Regions from separate parts of the Anser cygnoides genome. Here region 2 is linked to region 1. Evidence: chromatin contacts called from public Hi-C data. All regions are on one chromosome and are shown on one strand. Each heading gives the region's core, a stretch centred on a gene start, on an enhancer-like site or on the middle of the called end of the contact. The rest is flanking DNA. Distances are from core to core; before and after follow the strand shown. Region 1 holds the start of DSTN (destrin, actin depolymerizing factor). Region 2 has its middle 16 kb from the start of RRBP1.

Region 1 (3,121 bases), core at 260-2,759:
GAAAGTTCCCACTCAATTCTTTTTACTTTCAAAGACAAAGACTTTGCTCCCAATTTAGCATTCCTTGATTAAATACATCAGAAAGGAGCATAGGGAGGAACAACCCACCCACTGCCATTTAAGTCTAGCAAAAGGCTCACCAGTACCACTTAATTTCACCACAAACAAACGCTCTTGCAAAAGGGACCCCTTGCCAGCACAAGGCACCCAACAAAAGAGCCTGCCGGAACAGGACTGCTTTTTCAACACATGCATTTTCAATATGCGATCTTTCAGCAACCCATATCTCAAGTGAGCAGGCACAACAGCATCTAAAAAGGGAAACGACGGGGGTATGCTGCAAGGAGGTTAGAAAAAAAAATTATGTGTGTAACTAGAACGGGGGAATATGGATAAAAACTGTAAGGTATGGCTTACACCTTTGTTGTTGATGCTTTATGTTAGATGTAAGCCAGAAATATTGCTGCCTCGTACGCCAGCCCTGAAAACAGCCACACAAATCTTGCTTTGTTTTCTGCTTACAAGCAGGCACAGAGAGAGAGGCTCAACAAACACGCTTGATGCTGGGGGTTCTTTGCTCATCAATTCATGGCAGTTCAAGCCGGGAGCATCGCCGCACCCAGTAACGAAGCCAAACCACCTCTACTTTTTCACGTTAGACGCTTCAGCAATCAGCGAACAGCCTGCTTACAGAAGCCCCGCAACACATCGCGCAGAAACGTTAAGGAAACGATAACATTTTTATTATTTTTATTGTTGTTTTTTTTTTGCAGCATTTCGGGGCGAGCGCCCCAGGAGCGGAGGCCGGGCGCCGGGTGCTTTGTCTGGAGGCCGGCGCGATGCACAGGGTTTCCTCGGCTCGCCGCGGCAACGGCCGGCGCCAGCCAATCACGAGTGGCTGGCTGAGATCGCACCAAAGTAGGTAGTGAAAAACCCTGAAAAAAAAAAAAATTAGAAAAAAAAAAAAAAAGGCGAGCGAGCGAAGCCACTTCCCCCTCACCGCCTCCTCAGCCCGCCGCCGCCCCCGCCCGGCCTCGACCCGGCCGCCTCCCCTCACGATCGCTCCCTGCCCCTCACAGCCGCCCCCGCCCCCGCTTTTACCCCCCTAAATCCCCTTTTACCCCCTCACACCCCCTTTTTACCCCCTCACACCCCCATTTTGCCCCCTTTTTGCCCCCATTTTGGCCCCTCACGCGCCGTTTTGCCCCCTCACGCCCCCATTTTTACCCCCCCCTCCTTTTGCCCCCCCCTCATTCCCTCACGCACCCCCCGCCCTCCGCGCACACCTTGGGGCAGGTAGCCCCGCCCCTCTTCTCTCAGCGCCCGCCGCCATTGGCCGGCCGGCCATCCATCACCCGCCGGCTCCGCCTCCGATTGGGCGGCCCGCCCCCCTCAGGGGGCGTACGGAGCGGGGGGGCGGCAGGCGCGCATGCGCTCTGTCTCTAGTGAGGCAGCGGGGCGTTGCCACGCGGGGCTCCCACCATAGCAACCGCTTCCTCCTCCGGGCCCGGCGGCCGTGACGTCGGCAGCGTTTCCGCCCGGCTCGCGCCCTCGCCGCTTCCCTTCCTGCCGCCGGAGCCCGCGCCGCGCCCAGCCGCCGAGGGGAGCAGCCGCCGCCGCACCGCGCTCCGCCGCCCGCCGCCGCCGCCATGGTAAGGGACCTGCGGGGCGCCCCCCCCCCTCCACCCCACAGCCCCGGGAGCCTACCGGCGGCTCCCCGCCGGGCTCCGGTCCCTCGGGGCGCCGCGCCGTGAGGCGGCGGAATCCCCCCCCCCCCCATATCCCCCCCGCATCAGTGCCGTGGAACGTTCCTCCCCTCCCCCCCCGCTTTGCGGTGGTACGTTCCATCCCCTCAGAGCGCCCCTTCCCCCTCCCCCCCCGGAGGCGCGATGGTACGGCCCGCGCCGCGTGCGCGCGCGGGGGGCCGAGCGCGTCCATTTCGTGGCGCGGGGGGGGAGCGGAGCGCGCCGCGGGGCCCCTCCCAGCGCTCCCTGTCTGTGCCGCAGGGCGCGGCCGCACCCAACCCCCCCCCCCCCCCCGGGGCTTTTGTAGGTCGGGGGGTGGGGGGGGTACGGCCCGGCCCGGCCCGGCCCGGCAGGAAGCTGCGGCTGCCCCCGGCCGCATCCGGCCGCGCGGCGGGAGCCATCTTCCTCGGGGGGAGGGGGTGGGGGGGCGCCCAAGGCCGCTGGAGCCTGGCGGAGGAGGAGGAGGAGGAGGAGGGTGCGAGCCCTGCCTCGGCCGTGAGGGGAGAAACGCCCCCAGAGAGCCGCCCGGCCATTGTGCCCCGGCGCCGTGTGGGCGGATCGGGGGGGGGGGGGTAAAGGCGAAGTTTGCCCCCTCCCATCACCCCACCCCCCCGTTTAACCCGCACGGCTGAGATTGATGAATTGGCATGAATTAGCTCGCACAGCCCTAATTACCGCCCTGTTCTTGCCTTTCCGGCACCAAACACCGGCGTCTCTTAACGCCCTCCGTTAGGTTATTCGCCGCTAGCTTTTGAAGGGCGTCGCAGCCCACCCGCAGCATTCGCCGTTCGTGTCCCCGACGCAGGGCACAGCTCGTGGATAAACTCCCGCCCCGCACGGCCCCAGCGCGCAGGATGTGCTGGTAATCTCCCTGCTTCCTATAAAACCCAGCTGAAGCATCCCCGGCCGGGCTGCAGCGTGGAGCAGAGCTAATGGGAGTTGCAGATGAAGCTGCTGAAAAGTCTGACGAGACTTGCAGCTCTTGTTTAAAATAGGCTTGTCTGAACAAGCTAGCTGCCACCTCTGCAGTACGCAAACCTAGTTTAAAATGACTCCTCGGCGTGTCAGGCTGCATCTTGCTTCAGAACCAGGCAATTCCCAAGTCAGCCAGAACTAGCATTTCTCATAGTGATCTTTTTTAGAACAGGGTGTGTTTTTTTGGCTTTTTTTTTTTTTGGTTCCTGTGTTTTTAGATGCGTTCTAGTTGCAGCAAACGATTTTGCTTTTAGGCAGAGCGTAGGCCTTTTGGCAGAGTACCATAACGCCAAGCAGCAGGGCGTCACTTTACATCAAAAGAACATTGGATTTTCGGCTTTTATCTGTCTTGCCACGAGGTTCGGTTTGCTTTACTACTGGATTAAATGATTCCACGGTCT
Region 2 (3,262 bases), core at 175-2,674, 55 kb after region 1:
CCCTCCCCAGTGACCCACCACAGCTCACCCTATCACGGGTTTGATCAGGGAACAGATCCAGCTTAAAATAAATAAATAAATAAAGTGGATACTGGGCAGACAGAGAATTATTTTTGGAGGCAGGACCTCCCCCGGGTCCCAGCGCTGCGGTGGCATTGCTCCCAAGCCGGCTGCAGCTCCAGGAGATGAGGAGGGGCAGCCTGGGTGGAGGGGAGGGGAAAGAATTCCCTAAGGCAGCTGCGCGATGCCGAACACACGGTGAGTTTGTGCACGTCCTACCCCAGCCCCCGGCTCTGCACCCTGACGAAAATAAATAAATAAAAGTGGGAGGTACATTAGGTCTCAGGAAACATCCTCTCTGACCAGCCAAGAAGAGCTGGCAACTAAAGGCCAGTTCTGCCTGCTCCCTGGTGCTCGGCTCTATTTGCCTTCCCAACACGTGGAAAGAGCCTTTTGGCCGGCGTGGCGGTGTTTTAAAAGGCTGAGCTTACAGCAGCCCAGAGCAGGGAAGCCCTTGACCCATCGCTGGCGGCGGCGCACGGCTCCCCTTCACCCCTTGCACCGCATGGCCTGCAGCTGAAGCGGCCTGGGGCAGCTCCGTCCCCGGGGCTGCAGCGCTGCCCTGCACCAAACCAGAGGTTCCTCTGGCACCACGTTACCTCAGAAAAACCTTTCTGAAGAGAAGAGCACTTTTGAGAGCCTTGTCACAGGGCACTGGCAAATTTTGCCAGGGCCTGGCGCTGGGTTCTGCAGGAATGAAGACCTCCTGGAGGAACCCCACCTGCGAGGATTTCTGTTGACATGCCCTGCTTACAGGTCCCTGCTGTAATTCAAAGTGGCTGCCAGCGTACCTGCAGGCGAAATCACCCCCATGATGGGAATGCCGGAAGGTCACAGATGCAAACAAATATTTGACGAAGCGATAGAAGGCAGCCTTGAACACTGGAGGACCCCTTCCTTTGTGTCTGCGTGTGAACGCCCGCCAGCATGCCACCCACGCCGTGTTTGAGCTGCTTCGCTGTGTGCACACCACTTGCCTTGTTAATGTTTAGACTTTCACTGAAAGGCCCGTCTAGGCTCGGCGAGCAGGAATCAGCACTGTTAATTAGCTGGAGACAAAGCTTTTATCTCCAACACTACTGTCATTTCTCTTTTCTGTAGGCAGAAGACCTGTAGGTTCCTCCTGGGCTTCTACATGACCTTTCCTTTCCCAGTCCACATTCTCCTGGAGTTGTTTGATTCAAGTCTTACCCACCTGGGGATGGCTCCCAGAAACCCGCCTGGCCATTCTCCTTCCAACCCTCCTTCCATGCCTGACCAGGCTCAGCCCAACTCCTTAAAACATCTGAAGGGCATTGAGGGGCAAGTGTATCTTCTGACCAGTGCTCTCAGAGCAGAGCAAGGCAACCAGCTGAGTGAGAGAAGCAGGCCTCAGCTCTGGGTGAAAGCCCTGGTCCTCACAGTAGAAGGACATGAGGTTGTTCATAGGATGATAGTCCTGCTGTGCTGACGCACATAACATTGCCCTCAGGATGCCTGGAGCTGTGCTAAAGGGATTAAGAGGCACCAGAGCAGTCTCACGGTTGTACTCACCTGCTGTTGTCGATAAACCATGGATATTGTCTCTGTAAAATCATGGGAGGTTGTACAAGATGCCAGGGAACGTGTTTTTGACATGCCCGCTAGCTTTTAGTTACATTTACATGTTGATCATCTCAATCAGCCTGTCCTCTGTCTTTCTCCATCTTCTCTTTGTCTCTTCCCTCTCTGTTTCCTTACAAGTCCCATGGGATTTCCTCCAGCTGTGTCCCAGCACCATGAAAAACCAGCAGCCTCAGATCCTGATGTAGGAACATCAGCCCTATGGGTTTAGCAGACCTTTGGGTTTAAACCTTTTGCTCCCTCAGGACCCAGGAAACTGGGGGATTTTCTTCCCCTCTAAATTTTGTTGCAGGAGGTCTGCAAATTGCATGGCACGGTGCTCTCACTTAAGGAAATGTTCTTTATGGCATGAAGAGGAAGAAACCAGGGGCTTGGTGCGATGTGTTTTGTGTCTTGTCTCTGGACTCAGCAAATCTGGATGGACCCCCTGCCTATGCCTCAAGCAACTGCTCTCCTGGGACTTTTTCTCCTTGCTGTTTCTGTAGAAAGCTGGACAAGGAAAGAAAGAATTTTAAGGGTTGTTTGTTTTTTTTTTTTTCCCTCTTTTCTATTTTTACATACTAAAAAAAAAAAAAAAAAAAAAAAAAAAAGCCTGGCCATCCCACAGGCCCTCCAGCCAAATTTATTGCCCCATCAAAGGGTGGCAGGAGAGCATGAGACCCACCAGCCCTTCCAGCTCCCTGCCCAGCATCTCAGCTCAGCTCATCCAAACTGTGATTCAAGGCAACGGGAAACGTCTGAACACAGACTGCACTGATTCAGGCCTCTGCTGTGGTTATCCCGAGGAAAATCTGGTTTAGAGGGAATTAAGAGGATGTTGCAGCATTTTTACAGGATTAGTTCAGCTGAAATCTGTGCCACAGACAGAGGCAGCACAGACAGCCAAGAAACCCAGAAAGAGGACTCTATAAGACAGATCTTTCCACATATCTGTCTCTTATCCAAAAGTCAGCTCTTTCCCCCAAATGGCTCGGCAAATGCGAACCATTTCACGGTTCCTGATTAAAACTCCCCTCTTCTCTCAAGAGCTCACGTTTCATTGCCCAGACACCATGCACCATCCGACCCCAGAGCACCTCAGTCATAACAAGATGGCATTAATCCTGGCAGACCGTGATCCCTGTCACTGCAGGAACCGGATATTTCTTCTCACCAAATCCCCCCAAACCCTCTTCGGCAGAGCAGCGACGTTCCCCAGTGACCATTTTCTCCCCAGCCCTGCTGTATCTCCCCAGCTGGGGAACCATGACAGCTTTTGTTTGAATTCTCTAGCTACGTGGCTTTTCCTTTCTCAACGTCTGGCTGCCCAAGCGCAGCTGCGTGGTTTGGCAGGGCGGGCTTGACTTTCAGACTCCGAGGTGGTTTCAGGCCTAAAACACCTAAAACCCTGGTGATAAAAATACACCCTGGTACTTTCAAGAACTAAAAGGGTGGCTAGTAGCGGTGTTAATTCACCTGTCAGCCCGACTTCAGCGTCCCTATTTGGCTGCTAGCAAGCTATTTCCCGCAACAAAGAGGCGTACTATCTTTTTTCACTTTAAATCTTAGCTCATAATGCCTGATGCAGGGGGCATTTAAAACATAGCATCCTGCTCTTCTG

Evidence for each region. Hi-C and Micro-C count contacts between places; a contact is called where the count stands out from the background.
Region 2: a contact with region 1 is called in a Hi-C map of liver, with 3 times the contacts expected there. The contact joins the enhancer-like site here to the promoter of DSTN in region 1. A contact is called at or near these places in 2 of 7 Hi-C or Micro-C datasets (both in liver).

The regions. Positions count from the first base shown.
Region 1 is chr3:14,999,182-15,002,302 of Taihu_goose_T2T_genome, forward strand. DSTN (destrin, actin depolymerizing factor) reads left to right here and starts at 1,510. Exons shown (of 4, transcript XM_066993538.1): 1 at 1,510-1,652. The coding sequence starts at 1,650. It overlaps LOC136790336 (a long non-coding RNA gene), which reads right to left and starts at 1,424. Exons shown (of 2, transcript XR_010830066.1): 1 at 1,287-1,424; 2 at 722-935.
Region 2 is chr3:15,054,362-15,057,623 of Taihu_goose_T2T_genome, forward strand. No RefSeq gene overlaps it. Among named protein-coding and RNA genes, the nearest start is that of RRBP1, 16 kb to the left of the region's middle. Within about 2 kb of position 1,425, at least 2 of the 3 cell types and tissues checked have open chromatin away from gene starts, as enhancers often do. A contact at or near this core is called in liver, where this site is marked.